Regions from separate parts of the Mus musculus genome. Here all the other regions are linked to region 2. The links are chromatin contacts, called in public Hi-C and Micro-C maps. All regions are on one chromosome and are shown on one strand. Each heading gives the region's core, a stretch centred on a gene start, on an enhancer-like site or on the middle of the called end of the contact. The rest is flanking DNA. Distances are from core to core; before and after follow the strand shown.

What was found. Hi-C and Micro-C count contacts between places; a contact is called where the count stands out from the background.
Region 1: a contact with region 2 is called in a Hi-C map of muscle stem cells, with 2.4 times the contacts expected there. The contact joins the enhancer-like site here to the promoter of Arl8b in region 2. A contact is called at or near these places in 3 of 39 promoter capture datasets (the 3T3-L1 cell line, liver and pre-B cells), 2 of 484 Hi-C or Micro-C datasets (muscle stem cells and nephron progenitors), 1 of 115 datasets of contacts at active chromatin or transcription factors (large pre-B cells) and 3 of 9 other capture datasets (adipose tissue, liver and pancreatic islet).
Region 3: a Micro-C map of embryonic stem cells shows a contact between it and region 2, with 2.5 times the contacts expected there. The contact joins the enhancer-like site here to the promoter of Arl8b in region 2. A contact is called at or near these places in 4 of 484 Hi-C or Micro-C datasets (embryonic stem cells, muscle stem cells and stem cell-derived neural progenitor cells), 5 of 115 datasets of contacts at active chromatin or transcription factors (the SCID.adh cell line, bone marrow-derived macrophages, embryonic stem cells and 1 more) and 2 of 9 other capture datasets (adipose tissue and liver).

The regions. Positions count from the first base shown.
Region 1 is chr6:108,895,022-108,898,208 of GRCm38.p6, forward strand. No RefSeq gene overlaps it. Among named protein-coding and RNA genes, the nearest start is that of Gm6749, 16 kb to the left of the region's middle. Within about 2 kb of position 1,625, at least 30 of the 459 cell types and tissues checked have an H3K27ac peak or open chromatin away from gene starts, as enhancers often do. A contact at or near this core is called in muscle stem cells, where this site is marked.
Region 2 is chr6:108,781,300-108,784,796 of GRCm38.p6, forward strand. It overlaps Arl8b (ADP-ribosylation factor-like 8B), which reads left to right and starts at 1,760. Exons shown (of 7, transcript NM_026011.3): 1 at 1,760-2,078. The coding sequence starts at 1,956.
Region 3 is chr6:108,708,500-108,711,569 of GRCm38.p6, forward strand. No RefSeq gene overlaps it. Among named protein-coding and RNA genes, the nearest start is that of Gm35359, 21 kb to the right of the region's middle. Within about 2 kb of position 1,577, at least 248 of the 459 cell types and tissues checked have an H3K27ac peak or open chromatin away from gene starts, as enhancers often do. A contact at or near this core is called in the SCID.adh cell line, adipose tissue, bone marrow-derived macrophages and 4 more, where this site is marked.

The DNA of each region.
Region 1 (3,187 bases), core at 375-2,874, 110 kb after region 2:
GGGTGTGTGACATAGCAGAGGGAAGAAGAAGCCATGGGTAAGAAGAGGAAGGTGGGGACTGTAGTGTTTGTCTGTGGTGTGCTGTGAGAATTATACATGCAAAGGGCCGGGCACTGTGCCTGGTGTAAGGGCATCCTTTAACAGGTAGCAATTGTGATTCTCCTTAGAAAGAGACTCACTGAGATCTGGAACAGTGACTGCCAGTTTTTCCCCTAGACTTGAAGTCCTGCTCATCTTACCCCACCCCTATTTCCTGGTTCAGATGTTGGGTTATTTTGATGAAGAAAGCTAGATGCTGTCATGACTCAGTATTAGTCAGCGTTGCCACTTGCCTTGGGTGGTTTGCTTCAACCCTCCAGGCCTCAGTTATCTCCTAGCAAGACTGTGCCTTCTTTTGGGAAGTTGTGGGATGAACTTAAATAAGTGGCAACATTGCTGTCAGATAGCAAGCAACTCAATGCAGGGGGAGCTTGATCCTATTTGCCTGTACCAGGTCCTTGTCCTGCCTCACATCAATTTTCCGTTTGCTGTTTACTCTCCATCCTCAGGTCTCAGTTTGAACGGCAGCTTCTTAAGGAGGACTTCTTTGGTCATGACATGTGTGCAAAGACGTCTTCCTGTTACCTTTCAACAATTCTGCTATACACTTATGCCTGTATTATGCACGTTTGTCATCTGTCTTCCCTGTCACACCCTTAACTGTATGATGTCAGAGCAGCCCCTCTCTTGCTTTCTGTAGTACACCTAGTGCCAAGCACATCCTATGTCTGCAGGGGACAGTTATTGAATGAATCATAATTATAATTGGTGTGACAAAAGGCTGAGGCAGTATTAAGGTGGGTTTCTGACAATTTAAACTTTCAAGTAGGCTATCCTTAATTGGGTATAATCTTAAGCAAACCCCCAAGTACCAAATTCTCCCTTTTTATAATTACAGGCAGGCTCCGGAATTCTGATGCTTCGGAAATGGGAGGGGACATCCAGTGTCTAGATGGGTTATTTGCATTTTAATTTTATTCCCGTATTGTCTCCTCTCTTGCTGGAATACCCTTTATGAGTTTTAGGCTTTTTCTTTTGCCAACCATGCACCAGTTTTTCTATCAAAAATGACTAATACTGTCCAGCATGTACCATGTGCCAAGCACCCTGCCAAGGCCTTCACATGTGATTCACTACAGTCACGCTTTGAGTTCAAGTCATGATTTCCATTTTCAGAAAATAGCATTGGACTATGACAATGGTTTTTGGGGAGAGAGAGGGGGGTGAGATAGAAGGAGAGGGAGGAGGTGAGGGTGGAGAGAGAGGGATCAAGAGCAGATAGAGATGAGAGAGACAGAGAGAGACAGAGAGAAAGAGAATGAATACTGGCAAGAATGGATATGGAAGAAATGATGATCAGAGCTGGGTATTATAACAGAGGGGTCAAACAAGCATAAAAGAGAAATTCCAAGTCCAAGACGTTCACTTAAGAACTCTGACATCCGGAGATAAGCAGCAGATGTGCCAAGGGTTTGCCCTCAAGCGCCACTGACACGGAGATCTTGGCTGTGTTCTGCTGGAGTTAGCATGGCGTGCCCTACTTAAGGTTTACTGGTGAGGAGGAGGCAAGGAACACCCATCACCGAGAAGCCCAGGCAGGCAGAGGCCTGCAAAAGTCTCTTTCCTTTACTTCCTCACAGAGGGCGACTCAGTAGTAAAGGGACCAGCGGAATCAGATGCATCTTCCCAAGGCTCCTTCACCAAGACTGTTCTTTGAAAATGGGACAGAAACCTCTGAAATGCCAAGTGATAGGGTTTTTGCCAAGGCAACAGAATGCTAAGGACTTCAAGCAAAGATTCTTATTACAAAAAGGTGCTAAATTCTGGAATCGAGTTTAATTATACCTGAGGTATTTCTGACTTGCTGTGTGGGTGGAGGCTCTGCCTCTCTTTCTATTGCTGCTATTATCACATGGCTGTACAGCTTAATTTTTCCCACCATGGAGCTTTTTAGTCAACTTTCCAGTCTCTCCCAGCCAACTACCCCTGGGAGGTAGTCTCTGACAAAGAACTCACCCGCCAACAAAAGTTGCTCCCCACTCTAGTCTCTATTAGCAATCAGGTTATCTGCCCTGGGTAATCATCAGGTTTAATCATTCGTGAGTCAATTGCCAGGACGGTGTGGGGGCCAGCGTCATATACTCCAGAGGCCAAATCTGTGAAGCACGGATGTGCGTGTCAAAGCAACACTGGCTGAAAAGTGCTTTTTGTGTTGGCTTTGGGAGTGGGGAGACATGGAAAATGTGGATCGCAGCTCACCCTGCCTAATGGGAGCCCTCCTGATGGATCCGCTCTTCTTTTAGAGATGCTAGAATTCCTTTATTGCTGTATATGCTATGCTCCATCTCTCAACTTCGGCTGCTCTCCATTTTTTTGCAGGCCGCCTCTGAATAATTTACAATCAAGCATTTCTCAGTGCTTCTGCAGGTCAGCAGGTGCACCATTGATGGAGTTATTTTCTCTATCAGTACATCCAGCAGCGGTTAGCGCTGGTGTGTGTGTGTGTGTGTGTGTGTGTGTGTGTGTGTGTGTGAGAGAGAGAGAGAGAGAGAGACAGAGAGAGAGAGAGAGACAGAGACAGAGACAGAGACAGAGACACAGAGAGAGAGACAGAGAGAGAGAGAAAGAGAAAGAGAGAGACAGAGAGAGAGAGAGAGAGAGACAGACAGACAGACAGACACACACACACACACAGAATGTGTGTGGCATGGCAAATAAAGGCCATATTTGTTGTTGTTGTTTGTTTCCTTGTGTCAAACCTTGAACCTCATTCAGAGGAAATCCACTGGCCTTAATGTGAAAGCAAAGCCTGTTGGGTCTCAGGAAGTCTTTGCTCTTTGCTAGCTCAGCAGCTTTTCTCGCTTGCTTTACTCCTGCAGTGTTGACCTTCATGTTATGTCTATTTTTTTGATGCTTTTAAAATAAGTGACTACAAACACAGTGTCTCACAACACCACCCATCTATTAAGGTCTTGCTGTTTTACAGGTTGGGAGCATGGGCAGATGAGCTCTGTTTTCTGGCTAGTTTGCCAAAGCTAAAATTCAAGTGTCATCTGAGCTCAGTGTTATATCTGGATGTGCTGGTGTGTGTGTGTGTGTGTGTGTGTGTGTGTGTGTGTGTGTGTGATGCAAGTCTTGGGTTTAGTCA
Region 2 (3,497 bases), core at 510-3,009:
GTACCACAGCAGTTGAGTGCTTGCTGCTCTTGCAGAGGACCACCATGGAGGTCAACAACTGTCTGTCTGTAACTCCAGTTCCAGGGGACCCAATATCCTCTTCTGCTTTTCTCAGGTACCACATGCATGTGGTGCGAAGACACATGTGCAGGCAAGTCACACACACAGTAAAAACAATTAAGTCTTCAGGCTACCTTCTGTCTTCCCATCTTGTATAATCAAGTCCAAACTCGTGCCACCATATCCCACTCCCTCTGGTCCCTGAATTCTCTTCCACCTCTCCCTACTCCAGGCTTCCACCGATCTTTGCCAGTGTTGGGTACTGTCCAGAGAATAACCTACAATAGCTACACTTTTGGTTTTAAATGAACTTCTTAAGTGTACAGCAAGTGAAAGTAAAAGGATAAATAGCAAGTAGTAGACTGGTAGCCCCACTCCATCAAACTGCAAGGTCACAACATCCAGCAGAGATGACTAGAGTAGCTGATGGAGAGAGCTAACAAAGAAAGCATCCATTAAGTTAGAGATTTACAAATATGAAGCAGAAATCAACTGGGGAAGTTGGGGCAGCCAGCTGGAGTTCCTTTTTAAAAATATATTTTCAGTTAAAATATAATTCCATCATTTCCCCCTCGCCCCAGGCACACCATCCTTCAAAGTCCAAACCACTTCACTGTCCTTCCCCATTCAGGGTCTTTTCCTGGAATGTGCTTCTACCAAACGTCAGCCTGCTTCTCCTTCTCACTTCCCTCAAGCCTTTCCACTCAGGACCACCTGACTTAAAGACAAGCAGGCCGGCTCCAGCTTCTTCTCTGTTCCTCTTCTTTATAGTGTTAAGTACCACGTGGCATTTTCTCGTTTGTTTGCTGTATATGTTCTGTTCTCCACACTGGACTGTAACCCGCAGGAGGGCAGGGATTTTGCTGTCACTAATGTTTTGCTGTGTTAGAAACAAACCCTGTGTCTTTCACATGCTGGGAAAGAAATTTTCCCTATTAATTAATTCATTTATTTATTCACTTTACATTCGGATCACTGCCTCTGCCCCATCCTCCCTTGAGCCCTAGTTAGACCCAGAGTGCTCCATACAGGCCAGGCAAGCATTCTACCACTGGGTTACATCCCCATCCCAGATTCTGATTTTTTTTTTTTTTTATTCCGTGTTCAATTCCTCCGAGTATTAACTTTTTCCTTCAGGGTACATTGCCAATGAACAATTATAGGAAAATTCAATCAAAAAGTGAACGAGGACCAACTCTTTGTTTTTTTTTAAAGATTATTATTATTTATGTGTTTCGTTGTGGGAGTATGCGCATATGTTTGCAGAATGTACAAGGTCAGAAAGCCCTAGATCTGGATCCCCCAGAGTTGAAGTTACAGGCTGATGAGGGCTGCCAGGTGTGGGTGCTGGGTCCTGAACTTGGGTCTTCTGAAAGAGCCTCAAGCACTTTTAACCACCGAGTCATTTCTGTAACCCCACCTTCTGTGTTTATTGAACTCTTGATCCTCCTGCCTCCACCTCTCAAGTACTGAAATTGTTGACATGCGTTTGCTGGGAGACCCATAATTTGGGGGGAAAAAAAAAAAGAAAGAAAGAAAAGAAAAGAGGAAAGGCATGTGACAAGTGAATTGGCACCAAGGCGAGGGAAGGGTGTGTCGTGGGATTCACCATCAGGTGGCGATGTCGCCGGAGGGCGCTGGGAGTCTACGGGACCGCGCCGCTCTTTCCGTGCGCTTCCGCGCCTGCGCTGGGCCAGGCGTGGGGGGGGTAGGGCGAGTCATATGACCCGCTGGGCTTCCTGGCTCCGGCCGTCGCTGCCGCCAGCCTCTGTCTGCCCGCGTCGCGCCAGGGGCCCCGCCGAAGAGCCGTTGGCGGGTTCGGGGCCGATACCCGCTCGTGGGAAAGAGTGTCCGCTGTCGTCCGCGCCCGTCCACGCTCGCAGCCGGCCGCCGCCATGCTGGCGCTCATCTCCCGCCTGCTGGACTGGTTCCGTTCGCTCTTCTGGAAGGAGGAGATGGAACTGACGCTCGTGGGGCTGCAGTACTCCGGCAAGACCACCTTCGTCAATGTCATCGCGGTGAGCAGCCCTCTGCGGGCGGCCTGGCCGGCGTCTCGCGCCTGTCACCTCCCCGAAGGCCGGGCCGGGCGATCCTGCGTGTGTGGGCCTCGGAGTTGTAGCCGGAGGGTCGGCAGCAGGAGGGTCAATTCCACGTTGCGTTTTGGTGGTGGTGGTGGGGGCTGTGCCTTTAACACGGCCTGGAAAGGGTTAATCCGAGTCTGCCACACTTGCTGCCTTTCGGGCCGTAGAGGCTGAAGGGTTAATTCCAACCTGTCACTTGTTCACCCGGACGGGTGAGCCTGGCCTTTTCCAGAACGCCTGCGAAGGGGACGCCTCTCCTAAGTCTCCACTTGGGACGATGGAGTCGCATTGTGAAAGCAGGCAACCCGTGTGGGCGCTTCTGTGAATGCCAGGGGGAGCCTCGGCGCCTCCAGTTCGCTTGGTCTTTGTCACTTGTCCATGGAGCGTCGGAGAGCAAACTGATGACCTAGCTTACTGGGGGAAGCTGTTGGAGAGACCATTCAGATCCCAGTATTTTCTAAGACAGGGAGCAAGGGCGAGGCGAGTCTCGGTTTCTCCACAGCTGATTGTGTTAAACGGGTAGATAGATGGATCTGCATTCAACATAAAGTTTGCAGGCTTTGGTCTTTAGAGAGATTTTTTTTTTTCTTCCCTCTTGCAGAAGGAATTTGTTTGGATTGGGACGTAGCTTATGGAGGCTCAGGGAAGTTGCCTAGTAAATATAATGTGAATTCGGTGGGAGAGTGGTCGTTGAGTTTTGCGTCTTTGATTGGTTGGGAAAGGAATGGGCGTGAATGTCAGTCTTTGGAGCCAAGGAGTCATTGCACAGTTTTAGGGCTGTACTTAGAGGGTTGAGCTTTACAATTGTTCTGATGAGAAGTGGCGGCAGTTCCTAGACCTTCAAGAGGATTGTTGCAATCCTCACACAGGAGACAGCTGAGCTGCCCGACTGGTTTGGCTACACACTGCCCTGGGAAAACCTAGGTAACGTGTGACTCAGTCCCTGTAGTAATAGAGCAACAGGCGTCAGAGAGAGGAGCGGAGGCTCAAATCTCTTTCGAAGATGGCTGAATATATAAGTGTAAGGAAACTTTCCCGAACTTCATGTTAGGCTCTTTCTATGTTGCCTCTACCCCGACCCCAAGAGAACAAGGCAGAACAGACTTTAGACTCTTTCATACTAGAACTTTTCTACAGGCTTCAAGCTGTTCATTTTCTGTTACCCTAGATAAGAATTGGAGTTTCCTCGGGACTCCTGTCCCTTGGGCAAGATCGAAATGGTACACGTGGGTGTGTTGGGATGGCCAGTTGTATTTGCTGCGGAGGAGTTAATGCAAGGACCTGCACCAATGAGTAGGATTTAAGAGATGTACTGCTTACTCTCATGCCTGTATTATCACTGGGCAGTGTAGCTTG
Region 3 (3,070 bases), core at 327-2,826, 73 kb before region 2:
TTGCGAGCTGCTGGCGGCCGCAACAGAAATGGCTCAAACGAAAGGACTTGTCTAGGTAGGCAATGCACTCTATTTTTCACAAAGCCAACGCCAGTGTACTAAATACTCATTTTTTTTTTTTCCTTCGAGACAGGGTTTCTCTGCGTAGCCCTAGCTGTCCTGGAACTCATTTTGTAGACCAGGCTGGCCTCGAACTCAGAAATCTGCCTGCCTCTGCCTCCCTAGTGCTGGGATTAAAGGTGTGCACCACCATGCCCAGCATTTCTGTATTTCAAAATATGTTTTAGTAAGGGTTATTTTGCTTCTCTAACCCTGAGGTGGTTCACAGACTCCTGATCCAGGCACAAGGTTTCCTCGTGATTGGGGGTTAATAATCTCAAATTTACCAACCCATAATTAGAGATTCGGTGCTTAGTCTTAGGGCAGTCACAGTGGAGCATCAGAGGAAAAAAATCACACATGCTGCATGCCGTATTAGCTGCTGTTCTGGCAGGTGCTCGGTAATGGCTAGAGAGCGGGAGTTGACTTGACTTCCTAGGAGATCGCCCACGAACTGGATAGTTCCTCGGAAAAGGTGACAGCAGCACTTGAGTCATGGCGAAGACGAAAGGAGGTCTTTTACCCGTGTAACTTTGCAAGTTACACCCTGACCGCTTAACAAATGTTTACTTAAGCGAATTAATACTAACACTGCCTTCGATAAGAGCTGATGAGGTCGGGAAATCTTAGAGAGTCCTAAGAAAATTGGGGAAAGAAGCCGACAAGAGGAGAAGCAGGAAGAAGAGGAGAGGGAAGAGGGGGAGGAGGAAGAAACTTTTGCTAGCTAGCCACGTGCTTTCAAAGCTTTTCTCTGGACTAAGACGCCTCCAGCTTTGAAATCGCATCACAGAAATTGGTTCCCTCATCCCTCCCACCCATCCCTGGGGCCAAATTCAGGGACCCGTGGCTGCTGTTTTCCTTGACCCAGCACCCCACACAGTCAGTGTTTTCCTGAGTCGGCCATGCCCCGGTCATTTCTTGTGGGCGAATTGGCCTCTCCGGGGCTGTCAGGATGCTGTTCGTCTCCATGACAACAGCGTGTGCGAATGAGGAGATGCAGCATACTGAGTGGTGTCATCCTAAGAAACCAACCCCCACCACTCCCACACTTCTGGGGCCCGGACCGCAGGAAGTGGAATTCTTCTGGGAAAGAGGCTGACGTCGCTGGTGGCCAGGCCCCTGCCCCAGCCCCAGCAGGCGCTGATGCAAGCGCAGCCCGCCAGTGGCAGGCAATCCCCAAGGACCTGGCGCAGCTCTGTGTCTTGTTCCTTTCCGGCCACCCCGCCCAGTTTTCTCTTTGGAGTAAATAGCTTCTGGGTGGTTTCTCACCCAAAGACGCAGTGCAGGTGGGGACAATGTGTCTTTCCTCAAACCAAGTCTCTGTGGCTCTTCCCAGATTGGGATAGGAGGAATCTGAATACCCAGACTGGCCATTTTTGGGTCAATATGGAAGGCGTCCAGAGCTCCTTCTCTCACTTGGACCGCCCAGGTGGCCTGGGATACCAATGTCAGCTGGTGCCAAGGAAACCGCCCGGATCACGAGGGATCCTTGTGGACCGATCAGGAGTCTGTGAACCGCCTCGGGGTTAGAAGTGGTCCAGCCATGGCCGGTCTCCATCGCCCTCTTCTGGGCAAAAAGGAGAATCGTTCTAAAATTCTGTCTGGGACCTCCCAGACCTTTAGAGAGGGCTAGGAGAGTTGGCAGGGCTGGGGTGCGACAGATGTCTCCACAGTAAAACAGATCAGGAAATGGAGGCCCAGAGAGGACAGAGATATGCCCATAGTCTCTCAGCCACGCTAGGAACTAGTCAGGACCAGAATTTGCGTTTTATGTTCACCGCACAATCTGTTTTTGCTGTTTTAAGATTTTAAGACAGGGTCTCTCTTTGTATTAGGGGAGAGAGGGAGAGAGGGAGGGTAAAGGGAGGGAGTAGAGAGAGACAGACAGAGACAGAGAGAAGAGACACAGAGACTAAGATATAGAGGGAGAACTGATCTAAAGGTCAGAAAACAGTTTGTTAGATTCAGGTCTCTCTTTCCACCGTGTTCGTCTTAGGAATTAACTCAGGTCAACAGGCAAGGTGTCAAGACTTTACCTGTAAAGCCATCTCCCATCCTGCATCCTAGAATTATAGCCATGGATTCCGCAACACCTAGATTACTACTTTTAAATGAATTGTGCTGGGGTGTGTGTGTGTGTGTGTGTGTGTGTGTGTGTGTGTGTGTGTGTGTGAGAGAGAGAGAGAGAGAGAGAGAGAGAGAGAGAGAGAGAGAGTTTCTATGAAGTTTGTGCATGTAGGATGTAGGTGGCTGTGCAGGCCAGAAGGGGGCGTCAGATACCCTGGACCTCTACAGGAGCCATAAAAGTGCTCTTAACCAATGAGTCATTTCTCCAACCCCAAATTAGAGATACTTTTAAAACTTTCACAGTTTTAATTTCTACTACCGCTAAGATGTAACCCACTCAATGAAGCTTATCTGGGCACTCAAGTATTTAGAGTGGAAATGAGTTTTAATCCTGAAGCCTGCGGTGTAGGGTGGCTCCCTCTCTGTCAGTAATACTGTCCTCTTTTAATCACAATTGCTCTCATAGAGGACATTACTTGTTTTATTTTGAATGTGTTTAGTACTTTGTGAAAAAGCAGATTTGGGTTCTGTGGGCCTGAGGTGGGGCTGCAGCTCTATATTTCTAGCAAGTTTCCAAACAGCTACTGATCTGGAACCCACATTTTGAGAACTGAGCTTCTAGACTTTGGTCTACATGCTAAAATTAATGCCTATGTCTGTTCTGTGTTAGCAATGAGAAGGTTTCCACAATTAAGCTGAGAGTGGAGGGGGTGGGGAGAGAGAGAGAGATATGCTGGAAAGAAAAATGGTATAAAGGCTATGAAGAAGTAGGAGCCAAATGCTGAAAGTTACTGACAGGAGACATTAAACTTACCTCAGTTACAGATCTATAAAAAACTAGGGTCTTTCCCAGGTCTCAAAGCACATACTGAGTAGTTGAATGGTGAGAATTTCACATGTCCAA